Linked DNA regions of Mus musculus: all the other regions are linked to region 7. The links are chromatin contacts, called in public promoter capture Hi-C maps. All regions are on one chromosome and are shown on one strand. Each heading gives the region's core, a stretch centred on a gene start, on an enhancer-like site or on the middle of the called end of the contact. The rest is flanking DNA. Distances are from core to core; before and after follow the strand shown.

The links. Promoter capture Hi-C pulls out the DNA fragments that hold promoters and counts their contacts.
Region 1: a contact with region 7 is called in a promoter capture Hi-C map of pre-B cells, with 6 times the contacts expected there. The contact joins the promoter of Hjv here to the promoter of Mrps21 in region 7. A contact is called at or near these places in 3 of 39 promoter capture datasets (liver and pre-B cells) and 1 of 9 other capture datasets (pancreatic islet).
Region 2: a promoter capture Hi-C map of hippocampal neurons shows a contact between it and region 7, with 4 times the contacts expected there. The contact joins the promoter of Pip5k1a here to the promoter of Mrps21 in region 7. A contact is called at or near these places in 2 of 39 promoter capture datasets (hippocampal neurons and pre-B cells), 2 of 115 datasets of contacts at active chromatin or transcription factors (astrocytes and microglia) and 2 of 9 other capture datasets (adipose tissue and liver).
Region 3: a promoter capture Hi-C map of liver shows a contact between it and region 7, with 4 times the contacts expected there. The contact joins the promoter of Lix1l here to the promoter of Mrps21 in region 7. A contact is called at or near these places in 4 of 39 promoter capture datasets (hippocampal neurons, liver and pre-B cells).
Region 4: a contact with region 7 is called in a promoter capture Hi-C map of liver, with 5 times the contacts expected there. The contact joins the promoter of Lysmd1 here to the promoter of Mrps21 in region 7. A contact is called at or near these places in 7 of 39 promoter capture datasets (the 3T3-L1 cell line, fetal liver, hippocampal neurons and 3 more), 1 of 115 datasets of contacts at active chromatin or transcription factors (bone marrow-derived macrophages) and 3 of 9 other capture datasets (adipose tissue, liver and pancreatic islet).
Region 5: a contact with region 7 is called in a promoter capture Hi-C map of hippocampal neurons, with 5 times the contacts expected there. The contact joins the promoter of Cdc42se1 here to the promoter of Mrps21 in region 7. A contact is called at or near these places in 5 of 39 promoter capture datasets (cranial neural crest, hippocampal neurons, liver and 1 more), 4 of 115 datasets of contacts at active chromatin or transcription factors (bone marrow-derived macrophages, embryonic forebrain, embryonic stem cells and 1 more) and 3 of 9 other capture datasets (adipose tissue, liver and pancreatic islet).
Region 6: a promoter capture Hi-C map of pre-B cells shows a contact between it and region 7, with 6 times the contacts expected there. The contact joins the promoter of Txnip here to the promoter of Mrps21 in region 7. A contact is called at or near these places in 3 of 39 promoter capture datasets (hippocampal neurons, liver and pre-B cells) and 1 of 9 other capture datasets (liver).

Annotation. Positions count from the first base shown.
Region 1 is chr3:96,523,019-96,526,525 of GRCm38.p6, reverse strand. It overlaps Hjv (hemojuvelin BMP co-receptor), which reads right to left and starts at 1,341. Exons shown (of 4, transcript NM_027126.4): 1 at 1,196-1,341; 2 at 1-97. The coding sequence starts at 11.
Region 2 is chr3:95,105,246-95,108,801 of GRCm38.p6, reverse strand. It overlaps Pip5k1a (phosphatidylinositol-4-phosphate 5-kinase, type 1 alpha), which reads left to right and starts at 1,872. Exons shown (of 15, transcript NM_008847.3): 1 at 1,872-2,426. The coding sequence starts at 2,351.
Region 3 is chr3:96,599,699-96,603,488 of GRCm38.p6, reverse strand. Lix1l (Lix1-like) reads right to left here and starts at 2,356. Exons shown (of 6, transcript NM_001163170.1): 1 at 2,016-2,356. The coding sequence starts at 2,307. Gm52628 (a long non-coding RNA gene) reads left to right here and starts at 2,390. Exons shown (of 2, transcript XR_003954672.1): 1 at 2,390-3,178; 2 at 3,272-3,790. It overlaps Ankrd34a (ankyrin repeat domain 34A), which reads right to left. Exons shown (of 2, transcript NM_001024851.3): 2 at 3,711-3,790.
Region 4 is chr3:95,132,641-95,135,953 of GRCm38.p6, reverse strand. It overlaps Lysmd1 (LysM, putative peptidoglycan-binding, domain containing 1), which reads right to left and starts at 1,866. Exons shown (of 3, transcript NM_153121.2): 1 at 958-1,866. The coding sequence starts at 1,137. Scnm1 (sodium channel modifier 1) reads left to right here and starts at 1,942. Exons shown (of 7, transcript NM_027013.2): 1 at 1,942-2,109; 2 at 2,326-2,396; 3 at 2,666-2,754; 4 at 2,843-2,937; 5 at 3,041-3,129. The coding sequence starts at 2,059.
Region 5 is chr3:95,226,851-95,230,337 of GRCm38.p6, reverse strand. Cdc42se1 (CDC42 small effector 1) reads right to left here and starts at 1,914. Exons shown (of 5, transcript NM_172395.3): 1 at 1,473-1,914. Mllt11 (myeloid/lymphoid or mixed-lineage leukemia; translocated to, 11) reads left to right here and starts at 1,661. Exons shown (of 2, transcript NM_019914.4): 1 at 1,661-2,254.
Region 6 is chr3:96,555,590-96,559,377 of GRCm38.p6, reverse strand. It overlaps Txnip (thioredoxin interacting protein), which reads right to left and starts at 1,421. Exons shown (of 8, transcript NM_001009935.2): 1 at 893-1,421; 2 at 414-489; 3 at 161-308; 4 at 1-45. The coding sequence starts at 1,142. Gm15441 (predicted gene 15441) reads left to right here. Exons shown (of 4, transcript NR_040409.1): 3 at 981-2,092; 4 at 3,318-3,610.
Region 7 is chr3:95,869,608-95,872,894 of GRCm38.p6, reverse strand. Mrps21 (mitochondrial ribosomal protein S21) reads left to right here and starts at 1,381. Exons shown (of 3, transcript NM_001355759.1): 1 at 1,381-1,442; 2 at 2,280-2,401. The coding sequence starts at 2,319. C920021L13Rik (RIKEN cDNA C920021L13 gene) reads right to left here and starts at 1,373. Exons shown (of 4, transcript NR_040446.1): 1 at 1,210-1,373.

The DNA.
Region 1 (3,507 bases), core at 92-2,591, 650 kb before region 7:
GACTGGCCCATACCTATCCAGCCAGGTCCCCCCAGGCACCGGTTCTTCCCAGATGATGAGCCTCCTACCTAGTGAATTTCTCTGGGTACTTCTGTGACTGGAAGAAGAAATTTGGCTGAGTGTGGGGAAAGAGAAGGGTTGGAGACCAGTCAAGATGGTGGGTAGAGAGAGCATCTGAAGAGACCAAAACAAAAATGAGACAGACTGGATCTTGGGAAGAAGGAGGCTTCCAGAGGGTGAGCGTGGCTGGTGAGCCTCTGTGCCCTGCCCCTGCGGCCACCTTCAGGTCCCTTGTGCAATATGCCTACGGGGGCGGGGTGGTGGTGGAGGGAAGGTTGAGTGACCTCAGTGTGCAGAGTCCAGTGTACTGCCCCATCCTGACTACCAAATAGCAGATGTGCCAAAAATGGAGGACCCCTAGAGAAAGTGAGGTTCTGACCATGTCAGTGGGTCCCCAGTAGCACCAGGATCTGATCACGCTTTAAGAACATACTTCTTATGGATCCTTCCCACCAGAAACCACCTGCCGTTTCATTTTCTTCACTGTGTTAGAAGGGCACAAAGGGTAACATGGTAGGCAGACGCCCTGTCTACGATATCACCTTCCCAGTGAAAGGAGAGCCGGTCTCTCAGCCTCTCCAGAGGGCTGACAGTACGATCCCTCTCACAGGATGGGGTACAAATCAAGCATTCAAATTAATATATGTTTCTGTCTAACAGTTCATGTGTTTTTCCAGACCCAGCTGAAAAGCCCAATCCAGACACTCCTGGTCTTTTGAGGAGAACAGATATGGGGGAGGGTCTGTCTCCTTTTCTCCTGTCAAAACCCTACTTTGGGATAAGCATATGAGCAGGAGGTCAGAGAGGTCTTGAGGTAGGGATGGGAGTGTAACTCGATGGTAGCTGAGTGTTTACCATGCTCAAGGCCCTGGGCCCAGTCCTTAGCACTGCCCCCTCCCCCTCTCCCAAGGTCTTGGTGTAATAAGATGGAGAGGAAAATAGGAAAGCCAGAGAGAGGCAGCATTAAACATCAAATGGCCATGGATTAGAAAACATCTAGGCAAGAGGAAAAGTGAAGACTGGGGTAGTTGCTAAGGGGAGATCTTAGTTTTCAGAACAGATGTCTGTAACTTTATGAAGTTCTGGCCTTGACCCAAAAGCTTATCAAAGTGATCGACATTTCATCTGGACTTACTGTTTCCCGAGGTCAAGCATTACTCTGATACTGGGTTCTCGAGCCATAGTTGCCTATTCTGTTGGTCTGCTCCAGCCAGGGGGTCCCCCATCTCTTTCTCCATGATTGCCCCGGAATGGCTGCAGTCTCACTCAGGTCAGAGAGCCAGAGGAGGTTTGGTGTGGGGGGAGGGGGGAGGGAGAGTATATGGTTGGCCCAAGTACTGGACAGCTGAGAGGAGGAGGGAGGTGCCTACTGAGTTGACAGTTTTAAAAATAGCTAGGTCCAAAATTCCAGGAACGTTGGTGGCAGTGGGGTGTGGGAGCTAAGGCAGCAGGAACGATGAGCAAAATAAGGATGGAATATGGAAATATTGGATACCAAGGGAGGGAGAGTATAAAGAAAGATGATGGCCAAGTCATATATCCAACTGTAGCTTATAAGCTGCCACTCAGGCCCTCCAGCATTCCCAGTAATGAACTCAGTATTCCCAGTAATGCCTTTAAGACTGCTGGTGGTGATTTTGTGTGATGCCAGTCACTCACTGCTCTCATCCTCTCTTTACTGAGGATTCCATTGAATTTCTTCTACACATAATACACTGAGGTGGCCGGCTTTGAAGATGGACGGCAAGCATAGTTCAGAGACCCTCCCCCATCTCTGCCAACTATTTCAGAAGCTGAAAGGTCCAGCTGTCCCGAGAAATCCGAGAGCAGAATTGTTTCGAGAAGGGTTTATTCCGTCTGCCCAGATCAGATCTCTGCAGCTGTCTACTCTCTCTCCACCTTTTCCATTACACTAGTTTGTGCAACAATCCCTCCTCCCTCCTCCTCATCAATACAAACACAAAAAACAGAAGCTTCCAGGTTGCAGGGGCCGGGGCCGGGGTAGTAACAGAGGCAGAGAGAAGAATCGGAGTCAGTTTTGAACACTACTGATCCACAGAGGAGTGGCGTTAGATAGGTGAATTCAGAAGGAAGACATTTGGGAATATACTTTTATAGACAAACTGTTTGAAGATTCAATTATAATCAGGGTTTTAGCTATGTCCGTCTTTTCACCTGGTGGCATTTCTGGGACACTGTCCCACAGTACTTGCCAAGGGAAAGCAGCACAGGACTGATTACAAAGTGTGTCACAAAAGCTTCTGGCCCTGTCAGCTCTACATGAAGTTCTACAGGTCCACATGGTACATGGTCCCTTCTCAGGCACGCATACACACACACACACACACACACACACACACTTTACAAGAGAAGTGTGGGAGCACATGTATTTTTTATAATGAATTTAGCTTTTTCTCAACTATACAAGACCATATCACAATAATCTTTTACATTAAGTTATTTAGAACATGTCTGTCTCTGTGTGTCTGTGTGTACCTATGTGGATGTCAGAAACGTTATAGGAGTCAATTCTTTCCTCCCACCATGTGGGCGTTAGGGGCCAAATGTGAGGTTTGGTAGCTAGTTCCTCTACCTACCTGCTGAGCCATTTCACCAGCCCACATCCCAAGAACTTTTATTCCATAAAATTTCCCTGCACTGGATGGTTGGGTGTGTCAACTTGACACAGGCTGGAGTTATCACAGAGAAAGGAGCCTCCCTTGAGGAAGTGCCTCCATGAGATCCAGCTGTAAGCATTTTCTCAATTAGTGATCAAGTGGGGCGAGCCCTGCCCATTGTGGGTGGGACCATCTCTGGGCTGGTAGTCTTAGTTCTATAAGAGAGCAAGCTGGGCAAGCCAGGGGAAGCAAGCCAGTAAGTAACATCCCTCCATGGCCTCTGCATCAGCTCCTGCTTCCTGACCTGCTTGAGTTCCAGTCCTGACTTCCTTTGGTGATGAACAGCAATGTGGAAGTGTAAGCTGAATAAACCCTTTCCTCCCCAATTTGCTTCTTGGTCATGATGTTTTGTGTAGGAATACACACCCTGACTAAGACATCCCCCAACTAAATTAATCAAGTGACTTTAAGACATACTAGGTTGTCTATAAAATGCAAAGTGGCATATACTCTGAAACCCAAAATACGTGCAAAAAAAAAACAGTTTCTTGAGGCTGGAAGGATGGTTTAGTGGTTGAAGCACTTGCTGCTCCTACAGGGAATTCAGGTTCCACTTCTATCACCCACATGATAGCTCATTACTAACTGTAATTCCAGTTTAGGAGCTCCAATACCCTCAGTTGACCTCTAATGGCTTCTGCACACAGTTAGTGCACAGACATACATACATTCAGGCCACATACACATACATGTGGTGCACATACACACATACACTCAGGCATACACATATGCACATAAAATTTAAAAAATAAAAATATTTTTAAGGAAT
Region 2 (3,556 bases), core at 623-3,122, 760 kb after region 7:
AAGTATCATCTTATGAGGGAGTTACACACATAAGCGGATAACACAAGGTGGGGCTGTGACAGTGGCCATTTCCTGGGCGATGTAGAGACAAAGGCCCCTAGGAAGCTTAAGATGTTTTTTTTTTTTAATTTTTCTTTCAGAACTGAAATACAAACTATAGGGAGATAATTCTGTTTTTAACTGCCTTATGCATTTAGGTCCTTTTTGCCTACTTACAATTTCAGAGTCTGAAATAGCTTTAATCTCTACCTCAATTGATTTTTAGAGCACCTTAGGAAATAGAATCAACTGAGTTTACACTTAACTCAAGTGTTTGTTAACTTGTGCAAGAGGAGGGCAGAGGAAAACTTGAATGGATCAATTCTCTTATCCCATCTCATGGACCTAGGCATAGTTTGGTGCCTTTATCTGATGAGTGGTCTTAACAGTTCCCAGGTGACTGAATGCCTTTTCTGGAAATATAGACAATTTATTCAACAGTATTTACTAAGTATCTGTGAGACACAACTTCACCTGTGAGTGAATAGCACTGTCTGACACCAGTAACAGCAGGGCGAAGGTTTCAGGTACAGTACAACATACAATACTTCAGTGCTACCGAGTCAAAATGCTGTTGAATTAGTGATGCTAATTCTATCAAATGAAGTTTGTCAATCTTTAGTACCCAAGGGAGCACAAAGAATCCAGCAGATGGCAGTAAGGAAACAAATATTTTAGGTCTTGAAGGCAGAGGAAGAAATCTGAGGTTAAGGAATGGGAGATATTTGATGGATACTCTGGCCCTGGGTTCCCTTTGGAGGAACATCTGGATAGGTGTCCAGGCCACTTTAGAACCAATAAGCTGGAGGTTTTTTCCCATGCCTTTTATTTATTCATTTCACAAATAATTATTGAGTGATTACCTTGTACAAAAATGTGACAGGAGGTGGACATAGAACTTTAGCACACAGTCTTTGCTTTTCAGAAGCGCTTGTTCAAAAAGGCCTTCCCTAGGCTTCCCATAATATTCACAGCTGCTAGGGTTCTTTGTAAAAACTGGGCAGAGGGCTGGTGAGATGGCTCAGTGGGTAAGAGCACCCGACTGCTCTTCCGAAGATCCAGAGTTCAAATCCCAGCAACCACATGGTGGCTCACAACCATCCCTAATGAAATCTGATGCCCTCTTCTGGAGTGTCTGAAGACAGCTACAGTGTACTTACATATAATCAATAAATAAATCTTTAAAAAAAAAAAAAAAAAACTGGGCAGAGTTCATATGACAACTAGGCTAGAGTAGAATCCCTCTGTATTTCTATGCCCTTTGGAGTATAGATAATTAGCAACTGAATGCTAAGGAGGACTTTGGATAGGGGGAGGTTATTTGATAGTCTGTAGTCTTTTTTTTATCAGGTCTTTTAAACTTTGTTTTTATGTATTTTTCTTACTTTTCTTCTTATATTGTTGACAAATCCTCATTGCCTTATTTATCAAATATTTACATTTAATGAACTCTGTCGCTGTGTCTAGCACTGTTTGAAGTAAACAAAACATCTATTTTTATGTCTTTAGAAGGAAGATCCCACAAGCCGACACCTTAAACAGTAAAGGCTGGAAGAATTCTTGATGGTTGTGATGTTTTGTAGTGCACAAGAGCTTAACATTTCGGACTTGACACAGAGCTGCGTTCCGAATTCTTTCCAGGACTGTCATTTGAGGAGCTCAGTCCATCTCGGTCCAGCTGATTCTTAACAAGAGTTCTTAGCAACCCGATCAAAGATACGAACCTATATTGGCCTACTGAGCCACCGTAGACTCACGGTCTACGGTCGGTGGATTCCTTGGGGTGTGGCATCATCTGTCACGTGATCCGAAGTCCCCTCTGATTGGCTTCTCTTTTCTCCGGCTAGATAGACGAACGCCGAGAAGCTGTGGCGCATGCGCAATACCGGGGTTTCCTTGGCCGCCCACCCTGAGCCGAGCGGTGGAGTTGGGGATAAACAGGCAGTGGCTGGGGAGGTGAGGGAGGGGGGGCATTCGCTTTTGGGGGCACCTCAGGTGCCTAGGTTTTCCTTTAGGTTTGTTCTATCCGAGACGCGGGACTCCCGGGGCCCGGCTCAAGTGTTCCTGTCTGGTAAGAGAAGGTAGCTTTGGCGGAGAGCAGTTCAAGTTGCTAGGAAGGTGCGAGACTGCAGCTCTCCCCCATGCCGGGCAAGTGGTGCGGTCCTGAGCTTGTCCTGGAGCCTGAACAACGCCTGTGAGAAGCCCGCCGAACGCGGGTTCTGTGAAGAGACGTGGGGAAGATTCGATTCCGAGAAAAGGAAAAGCCGGATTGAAAGGGAGCGAAGCCGCTGAGGGGGAGGGGGCTGCCAAGATGGCGTCCGCCTCCTCAGGGCCAGCGGCGGCCGGGTTTTCATCCCTTGATGCCGGGGCCCCTGCTGGTACCGCAGGTGAGTCGGGTGGGACGCGGGCAGCCGACTGAGGAGGACTGTGAGATGGGAACAAGACCGAGTCCTGGGAGGGGACCTGTGGTTGAGGATGTCCGAGGGGTTGCCCCTAAGGGAGGACAGGACCGGACTTTGAAGTAGACAATTCTATTACTAGAGGAGTCTGGGGGAAAGGATGGATGTCGCTGAGAAAAAGGGAAGCTGACGAAAACTCACACAGTGTCTCAGAGGCGACTGCGTTGAGAACTTTGAGGAGGAAGGATGGAGACTGAAGGTTGGGGGTTAAGAGAGAAACGACAACAGGAGTGGAGAAACGAATCAGTGGAGACTGAGGATACAGCTTAGTAGTGGAGATCTCGTCTAGCATGCATCAGGATCTGGGCTTAATAAGACAAAATAACGTAAACGGAGTATTGGTAGATAAAGGTGTAAGGTAGATACCAAAGTGATTGTGAAATTAATAGATCAAAATGTTGAGGGGATTATGGAACTTAAAAGTAATGGAGAGTCATGGGAATTGTGGATTTTATTGGGAGTAAGTTCCTGGAGTGGCTTTCCGCTCAGACTCCCTCCCCCACCCCCCGCCCGCCCCCCTCCCAGTGCGTCATTCCTCCTCTCATCTCTTGTCAGCAGCAGCCAGCCACATGCTTACTTTCTCACATTAACTCTTTAGGGGATTCCTATCTTTAGGTTGTACAACTGTGGAAAGGAATGAGGAGTTGTGTTGTTTTGTATTTTGATACAGGCACTTCTTATGCCTTCCTGACTGGCCTTAGTGCTGGGATCATGGGAGCTTACTATAGTCAGCACAGAGGGAAACATTGGAAACATCTAAAGGATGAGGAGGGAGGTCAAGGTCAAAACACCCTAAAAGAAGGAGGGTAAATGAAATGAAGCCTTGACTTGTAGAAGAGTCGGGGTTAGGCCTGTGGTTAGGCTTCATAAAGATGGGGAGGGGTGTGTGCGACTTGAGAGCTATGGGAGGATGTTGCATAATAGGATAGGGACTGGAGGAATGCCTAGGATGATGTATGAAGAAATCGTAAGGAACTGGGCAATATGGAGAGGTCAGAGTAGTTAGAGATTAGTAGGGATTGAGGGCTGGAAAGGCCCGCAAAGAAAAGCCACAGCAG
Region 3 (3,790 bases), core at 1,107-3,606, 730 kb before region 7:
ACTTTGAGCCAAATCAGCAGAGAGCCAAATTCTCCTACAGCCCTGGCTGGACACCCAGACTGGAAATGAGAAACTCAAGAATAATAAGACGATGGTGGGAGGTGGGGAGACTGAAGGGGAGATGCACCACAGACTCTGAAGCCTGATTGTTCTCGTCAGCACAATCCCTTTGTTCCTTCGTCCTTTCTTAGGAAACTAAAAAGGTTTTCCAGACACTCGGTTTAGAAGCCAGATTAGAGGTTCTTCGGGGCATAGAAACATGGGTGAGGGAAGAGTACATTTCTCTATCATGTCGATAAGTGCCTGTAAGTTTCCAAGAGGAACTCTTTAGACATAGGGTAGCTAGTTCTGGTTACTACTACACCCGAGGCAAAATGCTTCCCTCAGAATGAGATAAAAAAGAGCCGGACATATTTATGGTGTAGCCATGTTAAACCTTGTTTACTCTAACCGACCTGGAAAGTAACTCTGTTGACTCAGTAGCTTCAGAAGTGCATCCATTTGTAGCCCAGCACCCTACAGAATCCTAGCCTGGCTGCAATTCAAACTGGTTAGAGAGCAAAGAGAAGGGGAGAATAAATGAGCCATCAGGCGTGCAGCAGAGTGGATCTGAACGTTCAACTTCACTGAAATCTTCCTGTTCACAAAGACACAAACATTTAAGAGTAGAAGAAAGTGAAACATGGTCTCAAGGAAGAGATGACCAGAAAATCGGGGCTAGCAATCATTTTAAGTGCCCAATCTGTCATCAATGTGCACAATCCTTGAAGAAACTGCTGCTCAGTGAAGTTATGAGACCCTTTGCCCAAAGACAGAGCCGGGACTGACAGGCCTCCGAAGCCTGTCTGCTCTTTTCACTGAAGCTTCCAAAAGGAAGCAAAGAGTGGGGCGGAAGGAGGTCAACCAACAGTCTGGAAAGAAAGAAAGAGGGTGGGGTGAGCTGTGCAACTTTTCTCCTAGAAAACAGCAAGGAGGCAGTCACTTTTAGACCCAGGAGGACCTGATCAAGGAAACAGAAGGGATGTGTTGGAAATTCCAGACTTAAAGTCTGAGTCATACACCCTTCACTGTGTGTTCCTTGTCGTTTAAACTATGAATTTGGAACCAGGATTCTGACAGGAAATTGGTTAACGTTGCCTAAACAAAAACAACAAAGAAAATTCTCACATCCCTCTTCCCAGAAATTAGGCATCTTTAAGCCGGCAATTTCTAAGCAAAATAAGGTTGTTGCCTGGCTTGTTTCCACAGAATTTAGCATTGAGTGAGCCAGGGCCTGAGATTTATCCTCAGTTCCTGGGCAAGGGCCAGGAATACAGCGCCAGACAGACAGAGGCCCGAGTTGTGAGGCTCCAAACTAAGACACTAAAGCGAGGCACCAAGTCACAGGAAGCTGGCACGGCCTCAATGGTGTGGGTTCAGATTCAAAGGAACAATTATTGTGAGTGACTTTTGAAAGCACTACCTAATAATTCTCCAGCAGATCTGAAGTCATGGTGGAAATTTCATGGTGGGAGGTGGGGTGGGTAAGTTAAGTATGTGAAGAACTAAAAAGTCGAGATTCAGAAGATGAAGTACAAGGGCTCAGGAGATGGGAGTACAGGAATTGCTGAGATCAGAGAGAGAAGACAGAGAAGGGTAAGGATGAGAAATGCCCTGGGTCTGAGATAAAGGAGAGGATCCCACACAATAGGGGCGGGTTCTTAAAGGGAGAAGGACATTAAAATCTTAAGCCTGCTGACAGAGAAAAAGTTGGGAAGAAAAGAGAATTGCATCTGAAAACAGGAGTCCCTGAAGAATGCATTAATAACTCGTGTGTGTGTGTGTGTGTGTGTGTGTGTGTGTGTGTGTACACGCGCGCGTGCGCGCTTGTGTGTGTGTCCAGAAGGAAACTCCCCAAAAGGAAATGCATGCGAAGGCTGGACGCCAAGCGGAGCCACTGTGAGGACAGTGGGAGCTGTGGGAGCCAGGCTCTTGACTAGAGGGTGTCCCGCAGGAGGCCAGTTCCCGACACTTACCTCGACCGTAGCCCTGCGTGTGCTTGGCGAAGCTCCTCACCACCGCCTCCACAGCCTCGCGCAGCACCGCAGGGCTACCCGCGGCGCCGGGGGGCAGGGGCAGCCCGGGGGCCCCAGCCAGAAGCAGCGGAGGCGGGGGCGGGGCGGGGGGCGGCGGGGCGGGCGGCGGGCCCACGGGGGGTGTGGCGGCGCTAGTCGGGGCCCCGGTCACCCCTGGCCGCAGCGCTCGCAAAGTGCCTCTCCCACCGACGCCTACACCGGGCTGCAGCCGCTGTGCTCGCATCGTCTCCATCCCGGTGGCCGGCGGAGCTGGGCCCCGGAGCCTGCCAGCCTGGCGAGCTAACGGTCCCAGCTACCCCAGTGAGCAAGAGCCAGGGGATTGAGGGCGGTGCCGGGATCCAGCTGTCAGTCAAGAGCGGGCGGGACGAACCAGATGCCATGCCAATCACTGGTGGAGAGGGAGGAAAGGGGTGGGCTCCTGAGCCACCTTAGGCAAATGATTGAGGAAGGCGGAGGCACGGGAACCAATTGAATAAAGAAAAGGCTAAATCGTCTAAGAGAGAGAGCTTCGGAGCATCTTTGGGAATCCTGTGGTAAGCGATAGAAATCCGGCCAGACCCCTGGGGCGGGGCTTGAAGGGAAAATAGGCCTGGATGCAAGGCTGGATAGAACTGTAGCTGGAGAGGTTTCTTAAGGACCATTTGTCTGATCACTTTACTTTCTAGATGTAGATGCGGTTCAGAGAAGTGATGTGACTCATCTTTAAGTTCATACACAATTGGTGGTGGAGTGAAAACTGAGTATAGTGCTGACTTTAGTGAGAATATGCTATGTCATATACTTGAGTGCACTGCCTTATTTAATAGCTGCCAAGTACAAACCAGGTTTTATTTTACAAACAAGAAAAGTGATGCTCAGGAAGATTAGATACATGAAATGGCTGGATGGCAAGGGAGATTCAGACATTAAGTGTTTTAATCCAAATATTTTCCTTTTTTCACTATTTACATTCAGGAATGGTTTTCTGACTTCAGCTACTCACTAAGGGAGTCAGAGAACGTAGAATGTGTTTATCACTGTACAGAAAGAGTGAGCTAGAATACACTCAGAAACCTATCAAACAGAGAAATTCAGGACATAGATGGAAAGGGTGCTTGATCCAGGTAAGTCTGGGTTCCAACAGTTGTTCCCAGCAGACATCCATGCACACAAGCTGCGACACCCTTTTGTTGACTGACCATTCCTTTTCCCCTTAGGTGAAGTTACTAGCCCCACCCCCTCTCCTAGGGTTGGCTAAGAGACCTGGGACTATGGAGGTTAGAAGAAAATGAATAAAGGCACACCTGGTGAAATGAAATTAAACCCTGTATTTAAAACAACAACAAAACCTGTGTGGTCAAGATGTAGGAAGTAGCATCTGCTTATGGAGAAGAGGGGCAGTAAGAATCTTAAATCATTAAAAGTCAGGCATGGGGAGGCTGGGGGGAGGCCCACCAAATGCCTTAAAACCTCAGAACACAGGGCCCATTTGCCTTTTCTTCTACAACCACTACTGGTCAGTTGGTCTCCTGGAAAGAAAGTAGCTGCAGCCTCTAGATTGGCTCCCTGAGTAGTTGTGACTGTAAGTCTCACCCTCCCATGCCCTCTCTCTTCACCCCCCCCCCCAACCCACACTTTCAGGCAGCAGTGACAAAACAGACTTCTGAACACATTTATTTGACAAGTGGTAAGAGGACTGACTTAGGCTTGCTCCCCACTTCTACCTGTGGGGGGTT
Region 4 (3,313 bases), core at 617-3,116, 740 kb after region 7:
CTCCTAAGCCTGCACCTCAGAGTGTGGTTGTCACACTCCTAATCTCAGCAGTCATGATGCAAGAACACCGGAAGTTCCAGGCCACACTGTCTAGAAAATCCACCCCCCACACACACACACACACAAAACCCCACATCAAATACTATCCACTCCCACTTCCGAGCAAGACTCAATAGTTCTGGATCTCCGACCCCTTGTGGATATTCCTTACAGCATTTCTTGTTTCTTCTCTGCTCCTCATGAGAATTTAAATTCCATGAGCACATCGACAAACGTATGCTGTGTCTCCAGAAAGGCTTACCTTATGCTTTAAGTAGAGTGGCACAGGAATTTATCTAAACCCAACATTTGTTTGTATGTGGTAAAACAGGATATAGACAGGAAGGCTGCAACTTTAATGCAAGATATTTTTTATGCCCATCAAACCTCTCCTAAAGATGACCTGAAACACTTGAAGTATGTAGAGGGGACTTGTTTTGTGCCTCTGCACAAAGAAAACAGAGCCTTGGGGTGGAAATAAGAACTACAAATGGGCACCTTCAGAGTGCTAGTAAAAGTCAGCTCTTCCTTACCAGTCTCTACATCCCCACCCCCACCCCTACCCCACCCCCGCATGGCTAATAGTACCGGCTTTAGAGTCAGACAGAAACCTTACTCTGACACTTAAGTGATTCGACCTTGATCAAACTGGTTTATCAGTCTTAAGTTGATAGGGACACAAGTCCAGTTAATGGCTGTAAGCCCCGCCCCCACTCACCCACCTCCCTCACCATCTACAGGAGTTGCTCCTCCCACTGGGATAGTTGGGCAGATCTGTCCCAACAGTGCTCTGCTGAGATGTGAAAGCAAAATAAGGAAGAAAAAAAACAGACCATAATAGAATTTAAATAATGTGAGAGGGGGCATCTTAGCGGGCCACCCACTTTCTCGGGACTATCTCAATTCTGGAAGACTCACCGTTACCCCGTATTTGAGTGCTAATCCAGCCAGGGTGTCTCCAGGCTCCAATTGATGCTCCAGGCGTCTTTCCCTCACTGGGGAGCAGGATGATTGTACCAGGCTTCCATAAGAACGAGCACGGCTCCCATGCAGCAGCCCTGACCCCCCGAGGGGAGGCTGTCTAGAGGGAGAAGCCATCTCCTCACTGTCAAGACCTAGGGTCACAACTGAGGGAAGCCCAGCTAAGTAACAGTGACGGCCGAACCCAAGGAATGGATATTCAGATAATTCGTTTTCTCTTCTCTCGTCTCTCTACAGTCTCCCGACTCTCGAGAGACTACATTCGTCGTCCTCCTCTTGCTGCTTCTTGCCGTGCCTGGAGTTACTGTCCGTCTCTTAAGAAGTCTGCCAGGCCGGTTACATTTCTCTTTCCACGAGCTCCTTACCCATAAGTATCTTCCCTGAGCTGTCAGTCGCTGACCCGGTTGACTTTCGACGCCCCCTCCCCAACTCCTCGCAAGCCTGATCTCTGACCTTTGAACCCTAGACACCCTCATCAACACTCTTCCCTCAGTGTATCCCCACATCCAACAGTCGGGATGCCGGGTGCTCCCACATCCTCTCTGTTCCAAATAAGGCCCACCCCAGGTAGGTTGTGGCTGAGGAGTACGAGCCTGAGGACAGCAAGAGTTTGTAGTATATAGTCCACTGAGATCCCTGACGCCTCGCTCCACATCAGGAAGGTCCCACCCTGAAATTCCGGCTCCACATACAGGATCTTGAGTCTCCGAACACCTGGATCCTTCGAGATGTGAGGTCCTGTGTCCAGGTGAGCAGTGTGCTCTTCAAAAAAATAAAAAAATAAAATAAATAACCAAAAGACTTCATTTCCCAAAAGGCACAGCGTCTCAAAGTATTGTAGGAAATGCAGGCCCCCTCAGGGCGCTGGAGGCGGGTCTTCCGGTTCGCGCGACGCAAGCGTGGAACATCATCCCCGGAAGTACAGATTCAACAAGAAAGAAACCGGAAGCAGAGAAGGCGATAGTGTACTCTTTCTACGGTGGCCTAAAGGAGCAGCGAAGTAGGCGTAGGGGAATTTATCGTAGTCTCACAGTCGCTATGTCTTTTAAGAGGGAAGGGGACGACTGGAGTCAACTCAATGTGCTCAAAGTAAGCCTTAGTGAGAGTCTGATCACCTTCAGCCGCCCTGTTGTTTTGTTTTGTTGCTCTGGCGACATCTAGGGGAGGGCTTAGGGGACCAGAACTGAGTGGTGACCCCTACTACCCTATGATCTGCATAGCCCCGTGTGCCATTTGACTCCTTATCCATACTATTTCATTTCCATCCGTCCCTCTTACTCATTTCTCCTATCCTGCTCCCTGCAGAAACGGAGAGTTGGGGACCTGCTGGCTAGTTACATCCCTGAGGACGAGGCACTGATGCTGCGGGATGGACGGTGAGAGCGAAGAGTGGATCAAGCCTGGGGATTCGGGGATCAAAGGCTCAACAAACTTTTGTCACTAAGGAGTTCAGGAGTATAATAGGACTCTTTGGCTGGAAGTGAAGTGTAAGGGGTGGAGATCGGGAAACCTGGGAGTTGGTGGTGGAGTACTCTGACAGAAGTAGGACCTACTCACCATAGCAAGAACACCCCGACTGCAGGCTCTCGAACACACAACATACACACCACACACCACACACATCATTCACTTCTCGTTTCCCTAGCTTTGCTTGTGCCATCTGCCCCCATCGACCAGTACTAGACACGCTGGCCATGTTGACAGCCCACCGTGCAGGCAAGAAGCATTTGTCCAGTAAGTATCAGAGAAGTGGGGAGGGCGGGAGATGGAGAGCAAGCCACCAGGCATTGTGCTTTTCATTCCTCCTTGCTTTTGTTCTCAGGTCTGAAGCTTTTCTATGGCAAAAAGCAAACAGGCAAGGGAACAGAGCAAAATCCAAGACAGCAGAACGAATTGAAGACAGAAAGCAAAACTGAGGTGAGAGGGCATCAGGTGTGGTTTAGACAGGGCTATACTTCACACAACAGGCTTGAGGGAACGTTTGCTCCTAACAGCTCTAACTCTGTCTCTTCATCACCAGGCTCCTTTGCTAACCCAGACTCGAATCATCACCCAGAATGCTCTACACAGAGCTCCCCACTATAACAGTTGCTGCCGGAGGAAGCACAGGTCCGTGGAATGGGAAAGCCAGGAGTGGAAAAGGGTAGAAGGAAATAGATGACTTTAAAGTTATTGCTCTCCAGATTGTATTCTGAGAAATAATAATCTTGTGGAAATATTTTTTTTAAATGATGGTAGGGGCTGGACAGATGGCTCAGCAGTTAAGAGCACTGACTGCTCTTCCAGAGGTCCT
Region 5 (3,487 bases), core at 665-3,164, 640 kb after region 7:
GAATCAGAGGAAACCCCTAACACTACCAGATAGTCCAGACTGAGGCAGGGCTCTACCAACGTCCTCCACCCTGCCCCAAGCGAGCCGAGCCGGCGGCGTGGTCAGGGGTGGCCGATGCTGGAAGCGGGAAGGAGGAGGGAGAGGAAAGGGGGCCGAGGAGGGAACAAGGACAGTTCTGTTTCTCTTCCAGGGACCTGACCAAGCTGGGTGGAGGGAAAGTGTGTGTGGGACTTGGCGTGAAACCACCAATGATGATGAGAAGTGACCAGGAAATTCCATTCCCTTAGGACATTAGGGTCTCTGAAACTTGGAGGCCCGTGTCAGAGTGTGAAGACCAGCCAGGGTCACTGTGGTAGTGCGGGAGTTGGGGGTGGGGTGGGGTGGGGTGGGGGGGGGGGGAGGAGGAACAAAGCCAGAAAAGGAAGTACTAAGCTTTGGCTGTCACTCCTCTTCAAAGCAGCCAACGAATGGGCTGGGAACAAATAAAGCCTGAGCTGGCTAGCTGGGGAGGGTGGGATGCTGAATCCATGGCCCACTACTTCATCCCCACAGTAAAAAGGAAGCCAGGAGGGATCAGGGACAAAAGCGCAGAAAGCCACATCCTTGACAGGAGGGCCCCTCTCACTTCCACCAGAAACCCAGAACTTGAAATGACAAACCCTAAACCACCGTCATCGTCCCGGTGGGCCTTACACACTTCAGAGCTGTAGAGGGGCGAGCAGGAGAGAGGTGGGGAGGAAGGATGTACACAGGTAGTTCCCCGAGCCTGTGGTAGCCCCAAACCGGTTCTCCCGGTCCCGCTGCCTCCGGCCCCAAGGCCTCCCTCTCCAACCCGCTGTCTGACAAGCCTTCACAAGAAGCAAGAAGCAGCTGGAGAGAAAGAGACTTGAGAATCGTGTGGGCAAATTCTGGCTATAAGCCCGGGGATGCAGCTGGTCCCTGTGTGGAGACCCTCCAAACATAGCGGGCTGCTGAGGGACTCCCAAGAGAGGAATGGGCCCCATTTTCAAACAAGTTACAGATATTTGTCCGAGCACCAACCCTGCCCTAACCCCAGGGAAGGGCTGGGGATACTTAAAAGTTAACAGAAGGAGATCCTAATTTCTTCCCCTCCCCCAATATTCTCCGTCAGACTCCAGCTCCGTCCCCCACCCACTGCGACCCAGGATGGGAACTTCGATGAATTGTACTGGCTCTGTCAATGTTCTCCGTGGCTGCTTCACTCTGGCTTAGACCTTCCGGGGCCCAGCACCACTTCGGATTCTCTAGCACAGCAGATCTCTCAGGTTAGAGGGCCGGCGAGGAGCCCCTGTCGCTTCGCACCTTCCACCCGGCCCCACGCTGCAGTCGCCGCTTCCCTGCCTCTCCGTGGCTTGCGCCGCCCGCGCGTGTACTGTGATCGCGACCTCCCCGCTGCCCTGCCCTCCCCTCCCCGCCGCCCGCGCGCAGCCCGGCTCGCCCGGCGCTCTTACCTGCGGCTCCCCGGCGTCCCCACTGCGGGCGGGGGCTCCGCCACTCCGGGTCCCCTGGCTGCTTCTCGGCACGGCGGGGAGTTGAGGGCGGGCCGGCAGAGGTGGGGCTGGCGGAGGGCGGAAACGCCGGCGACGCGATTACGAAACCCAGGGGCTGAGAGCGGAGCGCAGCGCTCCGCCCAGCTTCGGGGCGCACGGCGTGGCCCGCGGGGACAGCGGCAAGCACCGCGCTCGGGGACAACCGCGGCACCCCAACTGTCTGTGCTAGTCTGTCCACCTGCTGCAGGCGCTGAGAGGACGATGCGCTGGGGCCCTTTCTGAGTCTCCCAAAGTCCCCTTTAGTCCTTACAGTGGGAAAGGAGGGCCATTCTGTTGTTTAACCGGAAGACTTTTTAACCCATACATCTAAGTTAGAGGACAATTAACTGCTCAGCCATGCGCTCCAGTCAGCACGAGGGTACTTGGAGAGGTGGGGGTGCGGTGCGAGCCGACGGAGAGGCTCTACGGTGGATAGCGTGTTCCGGAACCTATCCCTCGAATTAGCCGAGTCAGGCAGAGAGGGGGCGGGGAGTGCTTCCGCCCTTGCTAGGAGGGGCTGCATTGCAGGGGAGACCCAGCGGCAGATTCTGTCACAGACGAGGGAGAAGGCGTGAGGAGACAAAGCCGTCACATCCGCGACAGCTTCCTTCAGCAGCCTCCTCCTCTCCAGTCCAGAGCCGACCCCCGAGCCCCTGAGGCATCCCTTCCGTCTTCGGAACACCCTAGTCATTCATTGCTAACAGGTAACCAAGACGAGGGACCGCTTCTTAAGCTTGAAAGACCCCGTGTGAGACCGAGGTGGGGGGCAGTTTAAGAGGAGAGAAGGGGGCGCTATGAACAATGGGTTACTATTCGTTACCAGATTTTTTATCTGTTAAGATCTCCATCCATGCCTTACCATGGACCTAGGCATTCATTTCTAGCACTTTACCTGTAATCATCTCTCGGCATTTAGCTCTTCATTTCATGTATTCATTTTCCTATAATTTTTGCCCTGTGCATCTAATGGCTTCTGTCTAGTGTCTAGTTATCTATATCTTCCTTTTCAAGCTATAATTTCTGCTACCAGTTATTTGGTGAATCTTTATTCCTACTGTAATTATTGTAGCCTCTACTCCCTTGTATTTCTATCCCCCTCGATTTTCTGTCTCTTGTAGGGAGGTTTGGGGAGTAGGGTACTTTTTTTTTTTTTTAAACATGAGATGCTATTGAGAGTGATTGGAACCTTTAACAATCTCCTCCCTATCTCAGATTTTTGCTCCAAAGAGGCTTTAGGTGGGACAGGTGGGAGCCATTGTGGGATTGCCCGATGGCATGCTGCAATCAGTGTAGCTCACAGGAACTACTTATGACAGCAGATTTGTCTTTGCAGCTCCTCCTAGAAAAAGGGGAGGATTGTGGCTAATAGGAAAATCCTAGAGCAACATGAGAAATACCAGGAAGCCTCCATTTTCATCCACCACCATCCCTCCTTAGACTGCATGGTGGCAGCATGACACAGCAAGGCCCTGTGGATTAGGCCTTGAATGCTCTTGGGGGGATCTGGACAAAGGGTATTTGGGTGTGTCCAGGTAGTTTAAAGAAAGTGTATCTTTTAAATGTGTGTATCTACTAATCATTTTATCTCTAAGAATAGACAATGAAAATTTAGAAGTTACTCTGCATAAAATAACTGGGTGGCATTTACTGAGCAAATATGTCAATTTTCACCATCCAGAGCCCTTAGGATAAGCAAAAATAGATAAAATGATGGGTGAAGAGCATTTAGGGAAAGAAAGGGGACGATAGCTGAAGAGCAGCCGGTCTTTTTTATTTTAATGCCACATATGCCTTTATGTCTGTTTTCTGGGACAAATTTGAGTCTCTCTGTACATGTCGATAGGTCAATGGTATAGCTAGAGATTTTCAGCCTTTTAATATCTCACACATTTTCTTTTAAATTGTTTTTGTTTTATATTCGTTCATGGTCTTGGTTT
Region 6 (3,788 bases), core at 172-2,671, 690 kb before region 7:
GAACATGCAGGAAACTTTCTTCTCCTTTTTGGCAGACACTGGTGCCTGTGTAAAAGGAAATAATGTTTTGAGATATTTCAACCCCCATGCATCTAATTTATTATCCCTGACCAAGAAGAATTTTAAAACCTTTTTAAAAACAAAAACAAAAAATCCTCACCATTAGGTCAGGGGTATTGACATCCACTAGATCCATCACTTCGAAGTTTTTCTTTGCCTCTTGAGTTGGCTGGCTGGGGCGATCGAGAAAAGCCTTCACCCAGTAGTCTACGCAACCATATTTTCCTTTAAAGGATGTTCCCAGGGGCCTGTGTCAAAACAATGAACCAAAATTAAGGCTAAGAACTGTAAGAGATCAATGGAGGGGGAAGACTTAGAAATAAGAGTGCAAGGTGCACACGGTGGATGCCTACCCTTGAGGAAGCTCGAAGCCGAACTTGTACTCATATTTGTTTCCAGGCCTCATGATCACCATCTCGTTCTCACCTGCTGGGAAACAAAGACAAGGGGCCATTAGGCTTCTTGTTACATTTTGAAAGCGTCAATGAGGAGTGCCTGGGCAGTAGACTACCTTACTTCACTTCCACTTTCATCTCTTACACTATGGAAGAAAAGATCCCAGAGCACTTTCTTGGACAGAAAGTTGCGAAATCCACAAATACATTAATCTTTAAGTAGTAGCTAAGACAACACTTTCAGGAAACAGTACCTCAGAAAGTGTTCAAATCACTCTAGGGGGGTGAAGGGTAGTGAAAAACTTGCTAATTACAAAGTAAAAAAATATAGGGACCAACAGTTCAAACCATTCAAACGAACAACTCGAAACATTTAGTGGTGCCCTCCCCGACCCACAGACCTCCCAAGTCACCATCAGTCCTGCTGGGAGCAGTACCTGTAGGCTGCTCTTCTAGGAGAAGTGTGTCTTCATAGCGCAAGTAGTCCAAAGTCTGTTTGCACTGCTGAGACCCTTGCATCCACAGGACCTTGGCCACGCCGCAAGCCAGGATCCTGACGGCTTTGACTCGGGTAACTTCACACACTTCCACTATTACCCGTCCGGCCACCTTCTCCCCGCTGCCGTACACCTTCTCGGGGTCGTTGAAGACCACCTCAAAAGACTTGATCTTCTTGAACATCACCATGATTGAGCCGAGTGGGTTCAAGAAAAACGAAAGCCGGAGAGGAAAAAAATCTTTAAGAACCCTTCAAAGCAAACGAAGAGCTCGCCTCCGTAAAGTCAGGGCTTGAAAACCCAAACGAAAATGTAAAGAAAGCTTCAAACAAACCCTAACAACTTTTCCAAAAGGTGCCTGGAAGTTTCAGCCTGCCGGCTGTGCCAAAAGCTTTCAGGAGAAAAATAACAGCTGTCTTCCGCAACTGGAGAAACTCTGGAAACCCCGAGACCAGAGGAGGAGAGTGTCAAGCGGCTGCCGGAAACGGCTTATATAGCCGCCTGGCTTGGCGCTCCACGCGAGTGCTGGCCTGGAGGCTCGTGCAGCCCTCGTGCACAGTTCTCCCATTGGCTACTTGGCCCTTGTTTACCAGGCCTCCAACCAATCAGCGAGGCCGCCGGGGCGCGTGGACACGGTGTGCTCCTAGCGGGGAAAATGGTTGTTGTTCGGGTGCGCAGCCTTGCCAGCAGGAGGGGCGGGGCCCGGGGCGACGGGTGCCCTCCCTCCCCCCGGGAGGCTGGGACCCCGGGACCCTGAACCTCATCCAGGGGACTCCTCTTGGGAGCTGGGTTATTTGGGTGTGTGCTTTGTTTTTTTTTTCCCCCTTCTTTTTTTAGGTGAAAGAAAAATGTGCTTAGGAGAGGATTTCATGACTCGCCTGAGCCAGCGCAATTCATTTCGAGGTGACCATTTATTCCTGGCTCACAAGTTCGCAAGTCTTGTGAAAAACAATCCCATCGCACCGAGGATACTCCAGGATGGAGCGGAGGGCGAGAGTGCAGTCGTGTTAGTGAGAAAGAGCCCACCCGATATGCTCCTATTGCACTTCTATTGAAGAATAAAAGGCTGCGGTCTCTCCAGACGAGAACTTGTCAGATATTTTAAAGTCTGGCTTTCAGTCCTTTCTGGTGAATGCTCTGGTGGGTTCCCCTCATTTCCCCCTCATTTCATGCCCCTATGTGCTGCTACTGTTCCTCGCCCATTACATTCTATTCTGTTCTCTGGAGCGGAAGCAGTAAGGGAGTGTCCACATCCTGTTGCTTATCCCCTCATCTCTTCAGTGTACCTGTGAAGTTGGGGAACATTTTGTATATGTTCCCTTGTTCCTCACTGCAGCTTTGTGAGGTGTTTACTTTCACACTGATGGCTCCCCCGTCCTTGTTTCTCCAGGAAACAAGAGGTGGACAAACCAAAAAAATAAAATAAAAGAAAGAAAGAAAAAGGAAGAAAAAGAACCTCACTCCTTACTTTGTTTTCGAGTTCCTGTCATTCTTTTCCCCCCTCTGTCCTCTCTCCAAATTCACTAAATGAAATGCATGTCCCTAAGCCTGTTTCAATTTCACCGGCGCTGGAGCTGTGTTAGTTTCACTTAGTTATCTGGCAAACCTTGCTGAGAGATGCCTCAGGAGCTGACTAGAGAAATAACTCTTAAGTGTGCAAAGAAACTCTTGTGTGAAGGATTACCTGCAACCCCCTCCCCCTTCGCCCCCTACTCTATTCCCCACCCACCCACCCACTCCCACCCCCACCCCCACCCCGCGCCGGAGCCTTGTCATTGAGTCCTAAACTCCTTCCATATTTGGGCAGAATTATTAGGAGACTATCTATCTCCTTCCTTGCGCAGGAAAATAAAGATGATATAGCCCTGAGATTAAGATGGAGAAGTAAAAAGCGATTGCATGCCTGTTCACCGCTGTTCATAAACAACACCCCCAGCCCCCACCCCCGCGCGCCCTAACTGGGTTGACACCCTAAGGCTAACAAGTTACAACTGAACCTTAAGCAAGCACAGAGATGAACATCACACGGTTCAAAAACATATACACAACACCAAGGCCTAGGAACACCTTGATCCTTAGGGTGTGTTTGTTCCAGAAAGTTAACTAACTAGGCGTCAGGTGTTTTCCAACGATAAACAGTATTTATGAATACTGTAAGGGAGGTAGGTCGCTCACTAACTTCAGTTTCTCAGTGCCTGTAGCAGGCATCTGAGAAAACCTTAGCTTGATGGTATGAAATATCAAAATATACCGAAAGTTCATATATCGATGTTGTTAAATAGTGTGGTATGTAGCAACATAAGATTTAAAAATTTTGTAAGTATATGGCTGTTATTTTCTTCTACCACCTGTGTGCTTGCTGCAGGTGTCCGCCGATGCCTTAGAAGTGGAGTTAAGAGTTGTGAGCTGCCGTTTTTTGGTTCTGGGACTCGAACTCGTTTCCTCTGATACTATCAACCACCAAGCCATCTCTTCAGCCCCAGCTACATAAGACTTCAGGAGAACCAGAGAGATGGTGCCAGGCCTGCCAACCTGAGTTCAATAGCAGAACCCACACAGTAGCAAAAGAACCAACTCTGACCTCCCCTCTCCCCCTCCCCTCTCCTTCCCCTCTCCAGTAGTCACTCCAGAGACACCCAAAATAAAAAATTTAAATGTAAAAAAGTTCTTGTTTTTAAACCTTGAGGTCAGATGAAGGAGGGGAGGCTGCTAAGGGGTGAGAGGGTGCTGCCTTGGGCTGTCTCCTTGGAGGCAATGCTGATAGTTATTCGGTGTTGTCTATGGAGTATTGAATTCTTTAATTAAGGAAAAACCTGTGGACAGTTCTGTGTCCTGT
Region 7 (3,287 bases), core at 132-2,631:
AAGCCAGATTGAAAGTTCATGTTTAGCAAGATCTAGATTATAAGTATTTGTAGGTCACAGATCTCCATTTCTTCTACCCAAGTCTACCACTATAGCCCAAGAGAGCCGTATAATATCAACAAATAAACATGGTAGTATTCCAATATTTTTATTTAGACAAAAAGTGCAGACCCCTAGTCTGAGTAACTTGTTCAAAGTCATACGTCTGCTGATGCTTAGAATCTGAAGCTAGAACTCCTTTCTAACGGATTACGTACTGTCCATAGAATTAATTTTGCACTTATTATATGCGACTGGGCCTAAAATTGTGTCTACATACTGTCAGTTGTACAAGAGACACTGGAATAGTATCAGCAGTGCTTAGCAGAGGACAGTCATTCAATTAGGTTTGCTGACAAGCACAAAGGTGTCTAGCTTCAGTTTGGGACTTTGGATTTGGCTTACTACGAGGCAGGCTTAAATTTTGTGTGAATACCTATTAACTGATAATGACCTGGCCAGATGGCCCGGTGGTTAAGAAAATTAATTGCTCTTGCAGAGAACCCAGGTTCTGTTCCCAGTACCCACATGGCAGCTCAGAGCCTCCTATTAACTCCAGTTCCAGGGCCCCAACACCTCTCCAATCCTTCTTGAGCTCCTGCACGCACGCACGCACACGGTGCACATACATACACGCAGGCACACGTACACACACACAAAATAAAAGCAAATCCCTTAAAGAAGTAACAGATGAGGGTGCATCTGTGTGTGTTGTGGGTAGGTTTTTCTGTATATGGATACTTCTAAACCCATGTAAATAACCATATATGGAGATGTGGGGATAACATACACATAGGGTTGTCCAGACGTATGGAAGAAAAAAAAATTCTACTAGATCTTACAAGGCAACAAATGGCAAAGTTGGCATTAAAACAACAATATTTTGATTTAAAATTCTGCAGGCGTTTCCCATTTGTTTCTTTTTGATTCTACTTTATTTAATGAAATGGCTTAGGTAGCTGATGCAATGGGAAACTCACAGTATGTAATTTCTTTTCTTAACTTTTAGGCAGATTAGGGGGTGTGGAGCCATTTTTTTCACCCGGTGAGCAGATCTGTCCTTTTTAAATAGAAAATATTCTCAGGACGCTTCCCATTTCCCATCCAGAAAACGAAATCGCTCAAATCTAGTAAAAGTTTAACAGGATTAGAGCTACGGATCGGGCTGACCTTCTCGCAGACCCGACGACCGCGACTCCTCCATAGGAAGGTGAGGACGCTGTTCCTTTGACTGTCAGGCGGAAAGTCCAGCGCCTGCGCTCAGCACCGAACCTTCGCAAGGTCAGACGGTAAGCGGAGCTGCAGTCGGCTGAGCCCTGCAGCGTAGCTTCCTCCCGTCGCGGGACTCCGTAGCTTCCGCTTCCGGTCCGCAGAGACCCGGAGTCCGAATTCAGAGGCCCCAGGTAGGGAGCTCGAGGGGTGTGGGGGGGTTCACTGAGCTGCAAAGCGAGTATGGCGGGAGGGCAAGATTTCGCGTGGTGCCTAGAGGCGGACGAAGAGTTCTTTCTAACTCTCAGCGGAAACCTATTTTTTGGTTTGCTTTGCTTTGCTTTTTCGAGAGTGTTTTTATGTAGCCCTGGCTGCCCTGAAACTGGCTCTGTAGACGAGGCTGGCCTCGAACTCAAGAGTTCCGCCTGCCTCTGCCTCTCAAGTGCTGGGATAAAAGGCGTGGGCCACCACTGCCCGGCAATTATCTTTTAATTATTTCTTGGTGTGACCGGGGGGTTGGGAGGGGCGAAAGTCAGGACAGCTTGCAGGAGTCTGTCCTCTCTTTCCACCGTAAGGATCCAGGGCTCTAACTCGGGTCATCAGGCTTGGTGGCAAGCGCCTTTACCTGCTAAGCCATATCACTGCGTAGTGAAAGAAATGTTGCTAACAATTTGCTTGTACTTTTTCATTAAAAAAAAAAGTTATTTATATTTTATGTGTGTGAGTGTTTTACTTGCATGTATGTCTGTGCATCACAGAGGTCAGAAGAGGGTGTTGGATTCCCTGGGACTGTATGTGTTGTGAGCCACCCTGTGGGTACTGGGAATCGAACTTGGATCCTCTTAACTACTGAGCCATCTCTCCAGACTTACTTGTACTTACTAAGATATGGAGAATTCCTCCAGCCCAGTTCTGTGGATCTCAAGCTGGTTCTGTTGCTAAATTAAATAAAAACTACCTATGGTAAGTTGTGACTCTGTTGGGCTTTGTTCTCTTACATTGAGTCTCTGGTTTCCATGCTCGATGTCCAGTCTGTAGTCCCGGAAGAATGAAGATTTAAATACGAGGCCATGGCTAAACATCTGAAGTTCATTGCCAGGACAGTGATGGTTCAGGAGGGGAACGTGGAAGGTGCCTACCGGACCCTGAACAGGTAAAATGAGTCGAGTCTTGCCTGGACCAGCCGTGGGAAATGTGAGGTGATCCTGCACCCAGCCTACCACCTCATAAAGCCTACCACTGGTGCCAGCTCTGTGTAGGCTCTGAATACCACCACCTCCACCTCCTCCTTTTTTCCTCCTCCTCCTCCTCTTTCTTCTTCCTCCTCTTCTTCTTTTAAATTTATTTATTGTGCATACAGTGTTCTACCTGCATGTATGCCTGCATATCAGAAGAGGGCACCAGATCTCAGTACAGATGGTTGTGAGTCACCATGTGGTAGCTGGGAATTGAACTCAAGGCCTCTGGAAGAGCAGCCAGTGCTCTTAACTACTGAGTCATCTCTCCAGCCCCTCTGGACACTTCTTATCCCTTCAGTTTATTATCCTAAAAATGAAGTTCTCCAAATTCAGCTCGATGGAGCTTATCCAACAAGCAGCTATCATCCCTTGATGATAAATCTGAGTTCTATCCAAAGACCCCGAAAAACTGCTGGGCACACTGTAATCCCAGCACCTGGGAGGTAGAGACAGGAAGAATTTGAGAATAATTTAGATGATGGTGACTAGACTCAGTCTCAGATGACCCCTCCTCATGTCAAAAAAAAAAAAAAAAAAAAAAAAAAGTCTGGGAGGGGAATGAGAAACAAGAAGCAGAGGCATGGTGCATTTCAGCTGAGCCAGTATCTGTGGAATAAGGCTACTAGAGAGGATTAATTCCTCTGTGATTTTTGTTCATCTCATGTAGCTCAGGCTGGCCTAGAATGGGCAGTGTAGCCAAGGATTACCTTGATTCCTGATCCTCCTGCCTCCGTCTCCCAGATGCTGAGGTTGATCGTGTGTTTGATATTGTTTACGTGCCTGGCTAGCAAAGATGGATTC